Regions from separate parts of the Callithrix jacchus genome. Here region 2 is linked to region 1. A link is a contact called in public Hi-C data. All regions are on one chromosome and are shown on one strand. Each heading gives the region's core, a stretch centred on a gene start, on an enhancer-like site or on the middle of the called end of the contact. The rest is flanking DNA. Distances are from core to core; before and after follow the strand shown. Region 1 overlaps FOXK1 (forkhead box K1). Region 2 has its middle 71 kb from the start of FOXK1.

What was found. A called contact is a pair of places that touch in the nucleus more often than the background predicts.
Region 2: a contact with region 1 is called in a Hi-C map of skeletal muscle, with 7 times the contacts expected there. The contact joins two enhancer-like sites. A contact is called at or near these places in 3 of 3 Hi-C or Micro-C datasets (induced pluripotent stem cells and skeletal muscle).

What each region holds. Positions count from the first base shown.
Region 1 is chr2:17,646,687-17,652,250 of calJac240_pri, reverse strand. It overlaps FOXK1 (forkhead box K1), which reads left to right. Exons shown (of 9, transcript XM_017967013.4): 3 at 4,127-4,283; 4 at 4,893-5,039. Among named protein-coding and RNA genes, the nearest start is that of AP5Z1, 25 kb to the right of the region's middle. Within about 2 kb of position 2,945, at least 3 of the 16 cell types and tissues checked have an H3K27ac peak or open chromatin away from gene starts, as enhancers often do. A contact at or near this core is called in skeletal muscle, where this site is marked.
Region 2 is chr2:17,789,889-17,795,452 of calJac240_pri, reverse strand. No RefSeq gene overlaps it. Among named protein-coding and RNA genes, the nearest start is that of FOXK1, 71 kb to the right of the region's middle. Within about 2 kb of position 2,107, at least 2 of the 16 cell types and tissues checked have an H3K27ac peak or open chromatin away from gene starts, as enhancers often do. A contact at or near this core is called in skeletal muscle, where this site is marked.

The DNA.
Region 1 (5,564 bases), core at 1,696-4,195:
GACTTGGAAATTGTCCTCTACAGAAGGGAGGGGAATCCAGGCCTGGGGTGAGCTGCCTGCTGTGCTTCAGTCCCACTCTCAGCCACCAGTCGGGGGGCGAAGGCATTGATTCCTAACACACTTGTGGGCTGCCGCTGTCCAGCCTCTGCTGCCCACACAGGCAGCTGGGGAGTGGGAACGGGGGCTGGCCGAGGCCTGGGGTACTTCCCCCAGAAGGAGCGATTTCTTGTTTCCTGCAATTGAGCTGGGGGTCCCTGTCAGGGAGCAATGGGGTCCCCTCAGCTTCCTGCTCTCTGTCATTCCTGCAGGAGGACACGTGTGGATGTGTATGCCACCGTTTTTAGCTAAGGGTCAGAGAATGTTTCCCTGGACTCCTGGCATCAGACACAGGATTCTTTTTTTTTTTTTTTTTTTTTCTTGCTCTGTCACCAGGCTAGAGTGCAATGGCACAATCTCAGCTCACTGCAACGTCTACCTCGTGGGTTCAAGCAGTTCTCCTGCCTCAGCTTCCCAAGAGGCTGGAACTACAGGCGCCCACCACCACGCCCAGCTAGTTTTTTGTATTTTTAGTAGAGACAGGGTTTCACCATGTTGGCCAGGATGGTCTTGATCTCACCCACCCACCTTGGCCTCCCAAAGCGCTGGGATTATAGGCATGAGCCACCACGCCCGGCTGGGATGTCTTGATTAGATTTTCAGATGGCTCCAAGGCCCCTCTCTGTTCAGTCCCCAAGGCCAGGACCCTGGCTGTGGAGCTGGGTGTCCCATGCCACCACGTTCAGGTGCCCTCAGAGCACTTTACAGGCCTGACTGGCTGTGGCTCCAGTGGCCTCTGCTCCCCACTTCCCTCAGCTGCAGGCCTGGTATGGGGCCTTGGCATTGGGGACCTGGTACCAGGCACAGCCCCATGGCAGAGGCCAGCCTGCAGAGGACAGCTGAATGGGGCTTATTGAGAGACGGGCTGCTCCAAGGGCTGGAGGAGCCATGTGAACAAACACACGTGGTCCCTCAGCCCAGGTGGCTGGAGAACCTCAGAAACTGCGGTGTCATACCTGTCCCAGCTGGAGTGACACCAGGATCTGGCAGCCCAGGCCAGGTTCAGTACTGGGGCAAGGGGTGGAGAGACCACCTCTCTTGGTGGAGAGTGGTGGAAAGACCACTCTCCCTGTTTTTGAGCCAGGCTTTGCCAACTTTTATTATTTTCACTTGATATCCTTCTTTTGGGAATGACAACCTTTCTGGTGGGTTTTACTGCCTGAGGTTTAGAAATAATTTTGGTGTTTTTGAGACAAGGTCTCAGCCTGTTGCCCAGGCTAGAGTGCAGTGATCGTAGCTCACTGCAGCCTCGACCTCCTAGGCTCAAGCCATCCTCCTGCCGCCGCCTCCTGAATAACCAGAACTACAGGTGTGCACTACCATGCCCGGCTAGTTTTTTAAATTTTAAAACATTACTTATTTTTAGAGACAGGATCTTGCCATGTCACCCAGGCTGGAGTGCAGAGGCACGATTATAGCTCACTGCAGCCTCAAACTCCTGGGCTCAAGGCATCCTCCTGCCTCAGCCTCCCGAGTAGCTTGGGACTACAGGTACATGCCACCACACTTGGCTAATTTTTTAAATTGTTTGTAGAGATGGAGTCGTCACTGTGTTGCCCAGGCTAGTTTTAAACATCTGGGCTCAAGTGATCCTCCCACCTCAGCCTCCCAAATTGCTGGGCTTACAGGTAGGAGCCTTCGAGCCCAGCAGACATGAATTTTCTATGATCTTTTGCAAAATCATTTCTGGGAACAGGAGCGGGTCCCTGCTGCACGTGCTGGGCCATCACTGTTTGTCATGGAGCAGGCAGGGGTTCCCCTTGCTGGTCTTTAGGAAGGATGGAGGAGCCCACCTGCCACCTCATGGGCCTCAAACAAGATTTTCCGAGGTGAGCGGCCGTTCCCCAGCCTGTGGCCGGAGATCAGGGTGTATCTGAGTGAAAGCTTAGCTCAGTGGTCCCCAGCAAGGCCTGAATCTCAAGTCTTCCCACTGAGTCCCAGGGGACGTCCAGGGGCTTTGGGTCTGGGGTGGGGTGCACAGGTGCAATGCTGGCCACGTCATCTGCAGCTCCCAGCCACGAGGCCATCCTGCCTTGACAGGGAGGTGTTCGGTTCCCAGAGGCCTTTGACAAAGTGGATTTTGGGGACTGTGTGCTGTTATCAGTCAAAACCTTTCTCTCCTCTTCTCACCTTTTTTTTTTTTTTTTTTTTTTTGAGACAAAGTCTCGCTCTGTCGCCCAGGCTGGCGCGCAGTGGCATAATCTCAGCTCACCACGACCTCCACCTCCTGCATTCAAGCGATTCTCCTGCTTCAGCCTTCTGAGTAGCTGGGACTACAGACGCGCACCACCAAGCCCGGCTAATTTTTGTATTTTTAGTAGAGACGGGGTTTCACCATGTTGGCCAGGATGGTCTCGATCTCTTGACCTCGTGATCCGCCTGCCTCGGCCTCCCAAAGTGCTGGGATTACAGGCGTGAGCCACTGCGCCCAGCCTCAACCTTACTTTTAAGCTTGAGTTTTGTATTTTGGGTTCAGAATTAAATTCAGAAAAAAAATTTCCCTTTGACTGTTTCCTACCTCGATCGAGCCATTGGTGGGTGTGTTCAACCTGTGTGTGCTGTATTTGAGGAGTCTGTGGGAAGAGAGAGCAGGAATTCCAGATCAGAGTCCTTAACGTTCTGTGTGGCGGATGCTGAGTCATCCCTGAAAAAGCCCCAGACCTGAACTGATCATTCATGGCAGTTGCCAGGTTTTTCTCAGCCACAGGGCTTTTTTCATTCATCCTCCTGCTCCATCCAAGAAATGTTTCTGAAGCCCCCTTCAGTGCAGGCGGGGCTCCTACCTAGTAGGAGAGACAAATTGCAAGCTCGCATCACCATTCTGGGCCTGGGGGCTGCCTTAGGAGTGGGGGCAGGAGAGCAGCATGGAGGAGGTGGCCTCGGAGCCTAAGTTTGGAGATCTGAGAGAGTCTTGTGCCTGGACGGTTGGGGAAGGACGTTCCAGGCAGAGGAAGCAGCAATAAGGTGGGAAGAGGAGAGTGGACCTTCTGGAGGGTTCTGGGTGGCCTGCAGGGCAGGGCAGCAGGGAGCGTCCTGCTTACCATGGGGTCTCTAAGTCGGTTGAGGCGGGGATGTCAGCATCACAGGTGGGCAGGGCTCATCCGGGATGGGGCCTTTCCTGGGACGGGGCCAGGTGGGTGCCCACTTGCTCAGGACAGTGGGACCTCTTTCTCTGGGGGGGTTCTGCACCCATTCTTCATGTCCTCATTGACTTTCTCTGAATACCTATAATAGAAATCATTTTCAGAAGCAAAACATCCGCCGTGGTTTGCTCACGGAATTGTGCCTGAGTGAGTTAGGGAAGCAGGCCAGGGCGCACTTGTCAGCCACCGGACACAGCCCCCCTCCACGGCCCTGGCCTCAGCTGCAGCCAGGGGTGTCGGTTACTCCCAACAGTCAGTTATCGCTCCAGCCTGGGAAGAAGAGGGGACCAGGGCTGGGGCATCTCAGTGGCTCAGGAGGAAACCACAGGGGCCAGCTCTTCCCAAGGGCAGTGCCTCCAGGAGAGCCACCTGCCACGGAGCCCTCATCCTTCAGGGCGATGGCACCTCCAGGGCCCCTTTCCAGCATCTGCCTCTGACCGCACTGGGTTGTCCCAGGCCCAAGCCTTTTCCCATGGCGCCACCTTGTGGACACCTGCACACAGGCCAGCAGCCTGCGGAGGCTACCTGCCCCAGGTGCACATCCTGTAGCTGCGTGGGGGCAGCTGAGGAGGGGCCTCCACAGAGCTTCCTGACTAGGTGCTGTCCTGGGCCCTGCACAATGCCAGGAGGTGGGCCCACGGCACTCTCAGCCCCTGAGCAGAAGTCACCGCTGGGAGGAAACACATCTGCTGTTTCCAGCATCTTGTCCCTGATGCTGTGTGACCTTGGACTTTTTTGAGGGCAGGGCAGTGTGATGGCACTTATGATTGGAAAGTGCAGGTTTCTCCCCATTAGCCCCACCTTCCTGGTAGGTCCTGAAAGCCCTGTGCCCCTCAGGGACCCCCTTTTCAGAGCCATGAGCTTACAGTGTCCTTCTCTCTTCTCAGTGTCCCCAACTCCTGCCCAGCTAGTCCACGGGGCGCCGGCTCCTCCAGTTACCGCTTTGTGCAGAACGTGACCTCAGACCTGCAGCTGGCAGCAGAGTTTGCAGCGAAGGCCGCATCGGAGCAGCAGGCAGACACGTCTGGAGGAGACAGCCCCAAGGTCTGAGCCACCCCTGCCACATGATGCACGTGGTGACCAGGATCGGGCTGTAGTGACCCAGCACGAGCAGCACAGACAGCCCCAGGGTGTGCGGCGGTGTGCTCGAGGCAGTCTTGACCCCCGAGGAATGCAGCCAAAGTTGGCAGTAGAGCCATTGGCCCTTTCTCCTTTTCGTGCCCAAACTGTCCTTCTTGGCCATTTGCTGGTGATGGGTGGCACTGACACCAGGGCCCCTCCGCTCCGCTCCTTGTTCATCTGCCACTGGCAGCCTGACGTCAGAGCCTTCAAACAGCCCTTGAGAAGGATGGCGCCTTCCTTATAACTCTGGCTTAGTTCATTTCTGTCCAACAGCTGTTTTAAAATCAATTTGTGGAAGAGGTGAGAAATTTCAGAATTAAATTATGACAAAAACAGAAGTTTTCCTTCCCACGAGGCAAAAACGGCTGTTCCTAGTTTAATTCAGGCCCCTTAACGGGATCATTGGAGGGCATTGGGATTGTCGAGATGAGTGCGTCCTCGGGGGAAGGTTCCTCTCTGTCAGCAGTGGCAGGTGGGTGGGTGAACCTGGGACCTTGCTGGGGCTCACCTGTGAGCCACATCTCTCCGCAGGACGAGTCCAAGCCACCGTTCTCCTACGCGCAGCTGATCGTGCAGGCCATCTCCTCCGCCCAGGACCGGCAGCTGACCCTGAGCGGCATCTACGCCCACATCACCAAGCATTACCCCTACTACCGAACGGCCGACAAAGGCTGGCAGGTGAGGCAGGCCCTGGGCCCGGAGCGCCTCCAAAGGCCCCTAGAACATGAAACTAACAGACATGTCGCTTCCCTGAAAATAGACAGAAAAGAGGGCAGTAAGGGGGCTCATGCCTGGAACCCCAGCACTTTGGGAGGCCCACACAGGAGGAGGATCGAGACCAGCCTGGCAACATAGCGAGAACCTCTTTTCTACTCAAGATTAGCTGGGTGTGCTGGTGCACGCCTGTGGTCCCAGCTACTCGGAGGCTGAGATGGGAGGATCACTTGAGCCCGGGAGGTTGAGGCTGCAGTGAGCTGTGGTCGCTCCACTGCACTCCAGCCTGGGAGAAAGAGCAAGACCCTGTGTCTAAAAAGAAAAGAAAAAATTAAGTAATAAAATAAAAGAGGGATATTTTCCCAGACTGAGAAGATGGGGACATACCTTGTTAGATTTTGTGCTTGCTGTGCCTTACAGTCCCATGCTAAGTTGGAAATGCACCATATACTGTCAATAAAACCGCCCACACGTCTGAATTGTGGATTG
Region 2 (5,564 bases), core at 858-3,357, 140 kb before region 1:
CAAGTTGAACATACAAATACCCATGACCCAGCAATTCTGCTCAGTGTATATCCAACAGCGTCCATACTGGGTGCATCCCAAACGTGTTCCGGACCGTTCACAGGCACACTGTCCATAACGGCCCACACTGCAACGAGCTCCACTGCCCATCAATAATGGAAAAGGTAATTTGTGCTATATTCACATGGGAAACAGATTCCACTGTGCAAATGTGCCAACTGCTACTATGCATTGTAATATATGAGGACAAATCTCATAAAAGTCACCTTAAGTCAGTGAAGAGAACATCCCATGTGATTTTGTTTCTATAAAGCATAAACAGCAGGCAAAGCTAATCTCTGTTGTTTGATGTTGCGATAGTGGTTTCCCTTAGAGATGAATGGGTAGTGGCTGAAAAGAGAGATACAAGGGGCTGGGTGTGGTGGCTCACTCTTGTAATCCCAGCACTTTGAGAGACTGAGGCAAGCAGATCATCTGAGGTCAGGAGTTCGAGGCCAGCCTGGCCAACAGGCAAAACCCCATCTCTACTAAAAATACAAAAAAAAATTAGCTGGGCATGGTGATGCATGCCCATAATCCCAGCTACTCTGGAGGCTGAGGCAGGAGAATCTCTTTAACCTGGGAGGCGGAGGTTGCAGTGAGCCAAGATGACACCACTGCACTCCAGCCTGGGCAACAGAGTGAGACTCCATCTCAAAAAAAAAAAAGAGAGAGAGAGACAGAGACAAGGGAATCTGCTAAGGCAACCCCTGGTACCAGCACTTGAAGTTCAGCAGGAAGTGAGCATCGGGCAGGAGAGTGAAGCTTCATCTGTATTTGCAGCCTCTCCGCATCACTCCCATTACCGCCTGAGCTCCGACTCCCATCAGATCAGCCGCACAAACCCTGCTGTGAACTGCGCATGCGAGAGATCTAGGTTACTCAGTCCTTATGAGAATCTAATGTCTGATGATCTGTCACTGTCTCCCATCACCCCCAGATAGGACTGTCTAGTTGCAGGAATACAGGCTCAGGGCTCCCACTGTTGCTACAAGATGAAAGTTGTAGAATTATTTCATTCTATATTACAATGTAATAATAATGAAAGTGCACAATAAATGTAATATGCTCAAATCATCCTGAAGCCATCACCCCTGATGGAGAATCATCGGGCCATGGAGAATCATCTTCCCCGAAACTGGTCCCTGGTTCCAAAAAGGTTAGGGACCACTGTTCTAAGGGACTGGCGAGGTTCTGTTTCTTGATCTGAGTGGTAGGCACGTGAGTGAGTTCGGTTTCATGCTTTCACACTCCTTCTTGGCACGTTTTGCTGTCTGCATGCTAGACTCCAGCAAACATCTCAAAAGACAAGCACATATGTGTGTGTCAGGCAGAAAGGGGGAAAGAAGGGAGAGAAAACCACTGCATTCATCGATCGCCACCTCTATGTGTAAGTTTCCTTCCAGGACTGCTTGGAATTGACGACTTTGCATTCCTGCAGAGGAAACCAACTCCCTTTGATTGCCTGTGTTCTGAGGCTGACTTCCCCAGATCTGCCTACCAGAAATCCTTCCTTGCGGCCGCCCTGTAACGTGGCTGGCATTTGCAATTCGAAAGTGTCTTTGGCCCTGGTTTTCCAAGGAAATGAAAATGCTATGCGTTATCAGCATATCATCCAACAATTTATCACCATGTTGGCACCTGACAATGTTGATTTATGATTCCAGCAAGAAGAGCAGCACCCCACAGCCCCCCATTTAAGAAATGGAGACATCAAGGAGTCCCAAGCAACAGGCAGGAGAGGCCGTGAGGTTACCGCAGACTCAGTGACCACAAGTGCCGGTGAGAATGGCTATGCAGACTGTGTTCCCTGCAGATCTCATGACTCTTTTACTCCTCCCCTTGCTCCCGGGTGCTTTGTCTCTCACTCCTGACTCCAGTGGAGCTGCTCTGCCTATGCATGCAGAAACTGAGAGGTGCCTGGGGTTCCTGTCCTCCCACTCCCCCACCCCCAAGAGCCAGCTCTTAGCCAATGGAGGGTGGACTCCAGAATGTGAAAGCCCTGCTCCCTTTGCCCGAGTCTGGACAGACCCTGGGGCAGAACATACACTGCAGAGCCTTCCTGCAGATTGGTCCAAGATCACCCCAGGGGGATTTTGCTAAAGGACCTTGCCCTGGTTCGGCTCCTAGGTCCCCCTCCTTATGCTCCCTTCCAGACTTCCCCAGACCACAGCCTTCCGACATGACTTGCACACAGTTCCTCACCACGGGGCGTGCTTCTGCGGAACCCAGCCTGAAACCGAGGGGAAAATGGATTCTAGTCTTTCTCAGATTCAGAAACAAGAGACCCAAATGGTCCGGGCCTCCCCGCTCCCGCCTCCCGCCTCCCACCTCCCATCTCCCACCTCCCACACACGGCCTGTGTATCAGGTTTCTGCAAACACAAGCAATGGCTTGCAACACGTTTGCAAGCAGCTGTCATCATTTCCAGGATTTGCTATGACTCGGGTTGCAAGGTTGTATTTCAGTTCAGTTCACAGACATGAGCTACGCTCCAGCGCTCATGCCCACATCCACGGCTTGGAACTTGAGACGCACTGTCCAGGATGGCCAGCATTAGGACAGCACCCACCGGGCGACAAGCCTGTTCCCAGAACAGCCTTTTTTAAATTATTTTTATTTTATTTTTGTTTATTTATTTATTTATTGAGACAGAGTCTTGCTCTGTGGCCCAGGCTGGAATGCTGTGGTACAATCATAGCTCACTGCAGCCTCGACCTCCCAAGCTCAAGCGATCCTCCCATCACAGCCCCCCAGCCCCAGTAGCATGGGGCCACAGGCATGTACCACCGCGCCTGGCTGATTTTTTTTTTTTTTTTTTTTTTTTTCTTTGTAGAGACCAGGTTTCACCATCTTCCCCAGGCTGGTCTTGAACTCCTGGACTCAAGTTATTCGCCTGTCTCGGCCTCTTGAAGTTCCGGAATTATAGACATGAACCACTACACCCAACCAGAAAAACCTTCTTAACCCATGTGTTACCAAACCTTGATTTTATTTCATTTTATTTTATTTTATTGTTGTTTTTGAGACAGAGTCTCGCTCTGCTGCCCAGGCTGGAGTGCAGCAGCGGGATCTCATCTTACTGCAATCTCCACCTCCTGCGTTCAAGCGATTCAAGTATTCTCCTGTCTCCGCCTCCCAAATAGCTGGAATTACAGGCACACTCTGCCATACTAGGCTAATTTTTGTATTTTAATAGAGATGAGGTTTCACTGTGTTGGCCAGGATATCTCAAACTTCTGACCTCAGGTGATCTACTGGCATTGGCCTCCCCAACTGCAGGAATTACAGGCATGAGCCACTGCGCCCGGCCTGAACCTTGATTTTAACTAAGTTAATCTGAGTTGCAGTGGTCTTCCCCCAATTTGAGGTGGAAGATAACTTTTCCCCTCCTGGAATCAAGTCTGCTATTCAGTACAGCAAGCGGGAGCTCTAGGAGCTCAAAGACCTGGGAGCGGCTGGGCACGGTGGCTCATGCCTGTAATCCCAACACTTTGGGAGGCCAATACTGGCAAATCACCTGAGGTCAGGAGTTCGAGACCAGCCTAGTCAACATGGTGAAACCCTGTCTCTACTAAAAATAAAAATAAAAAAACTTAGTCGGTTGTGGTGGTGGGCACCTGTAGTCCCAGCTACTCCAGAGGCTGAGGCAGGAGAATCGCTTGAACCTGGGAGGAGTAATTGCAGTGAGCTGAGATCGTGCCACTGCACTCCAGCCTGGGTGACAGAGTGAGACTGTCTCAAAAAAAAGCCCCAAGAGCTCTGCCACTCACATGCTCTGGGATAGGCCACTGGCCCTCTGTGCCCTCCAAATGTCCCCATCTGTGCAATGGACACAAGAACACCAACCTCTCAGGACTAGAGTGAGAACTGTTCAATAATGTCAGGCCAGGTGCGGGGCTCACACCTGTAATGCCAGCACTTTGGGAGGCCTAGGCGGGTTTACTTGAGGTCAGAAGTTTAAGATCAGCCTGACCAGTACGGTGAGACCCTATGTCTACTGAAAATACAAAAATTAGCTGGGCATGGTGGCACACGCTTGTAGTCCCAGCTACTTGGGAGGCTGAGGTAGGAGAATCGCTTGTACCCACGAGGTGGAGGTTGCAGTGAGCTGAAATCAGGCCACTGCACTTCAGCCTGAGTGACAGAGTGAGACTGTCTCAAAAATAATGAAAGTAATAATATTGTTATTACTAAATGGAGCTGAGCATGGTGGCTCACCTGTAACCCCAGCGCTTTGTTGGGGGCTCCACCAGGAGGATCACCTGTGGCAAGTAGAAAAGTTTCTTTTTAAAGTTTCCTTTCTTGTTAAAGAATAAGTGTGCTAATAACTTTAAGCCCTATCCTATGTAGCTATCAGACATGGTTACAGGCACATAGTAAGTACACTCTATGTCCTTGTACTTTAACCAAGGTATCTGTGCTGGACGTGCTCACAGGCATGTCCCAGCTCTCCATTGCTTTTGCCTGTTTAGAAAAGTATCAAGTTATTAGCCAATCAGGTTTTAGTTTAGATTGTGAGGTCTGGCTCCAGCCAACAGAGATCAGACACAGCAGTAAGGACGACCCCAAATGCGTAAGGGATAAATTTGCGTGTTTTCCTTTGTTTGTTGTACTCTCATGGCAAGAAGGCTGGTGAGGGTACCCTTCCTGCAGCCCAGGAAGTAAACATTGCATTGCTGAAAAAGCCTTCATCTCAATGCTACTTTTTCTTTGCGGCACCGAGCATCTATTTCCAGCGTCTATTTCCAACATCACTTGAGACTAGGAGTTCGAGACCAGCCTAGGCAACATAACAAGACCCTGTCTCTACAGGGAAAAAAAAAAAGTTGTAATTAGCTGGGCATGGTGGCAAACACCTGTGGTCGCAACTACTCTGGTGGCTGAGATGGAGGATGGCTTGAGCCCAGAAGGTAGAGACTGCAGTGAGCTATGATTGCACCTCTGCACTCCAACCTAGAAAACAGAATGAGACTCTCTCTCAAAAGAAAAAAAAAAATAGAGATGCATAGCTTCACAGTTCTGGAGGCTAGATGCCTGAAACCAGACTAGACGCCTGGACTGAATAACTGACTTGCTTCCAGGAGACAAAAAGTTATCTCTGCCTCAAACTGGGGGAAGACCCCAGGAACTCAGATCAGCTGATTGAAAATCAAGGTTCAGGTGTGGCAGGGCCCTGCCCACCCCGAACCTGTAGGAGAGGACCTCCAGCCGTGGCACCTGGCTGCATCACTCCAGCCTCTGCCTCTCTTGTCACACAGCCCCTGTCTCTTTTCTCCATGCCTCTTGTATGGACATCAGTCATGATGGTTTAAAGGCCCGCCCCCCTCTAGAGTGACCTCATCTTAACCAGTTCACATCTGCAACAACTCCATGTGGAAATGAGGTCACAGTCAGAGGTTCTGGGGGCCAGGACTGCAAAGTTTGCTTTTGTGGGAGACCCAAGTCAACTTCTAACAATGGATAAACAAATAAACGGTGGTATCCCATACAAACCAATGTTGTTCAGTCATAAAAGGGAATGA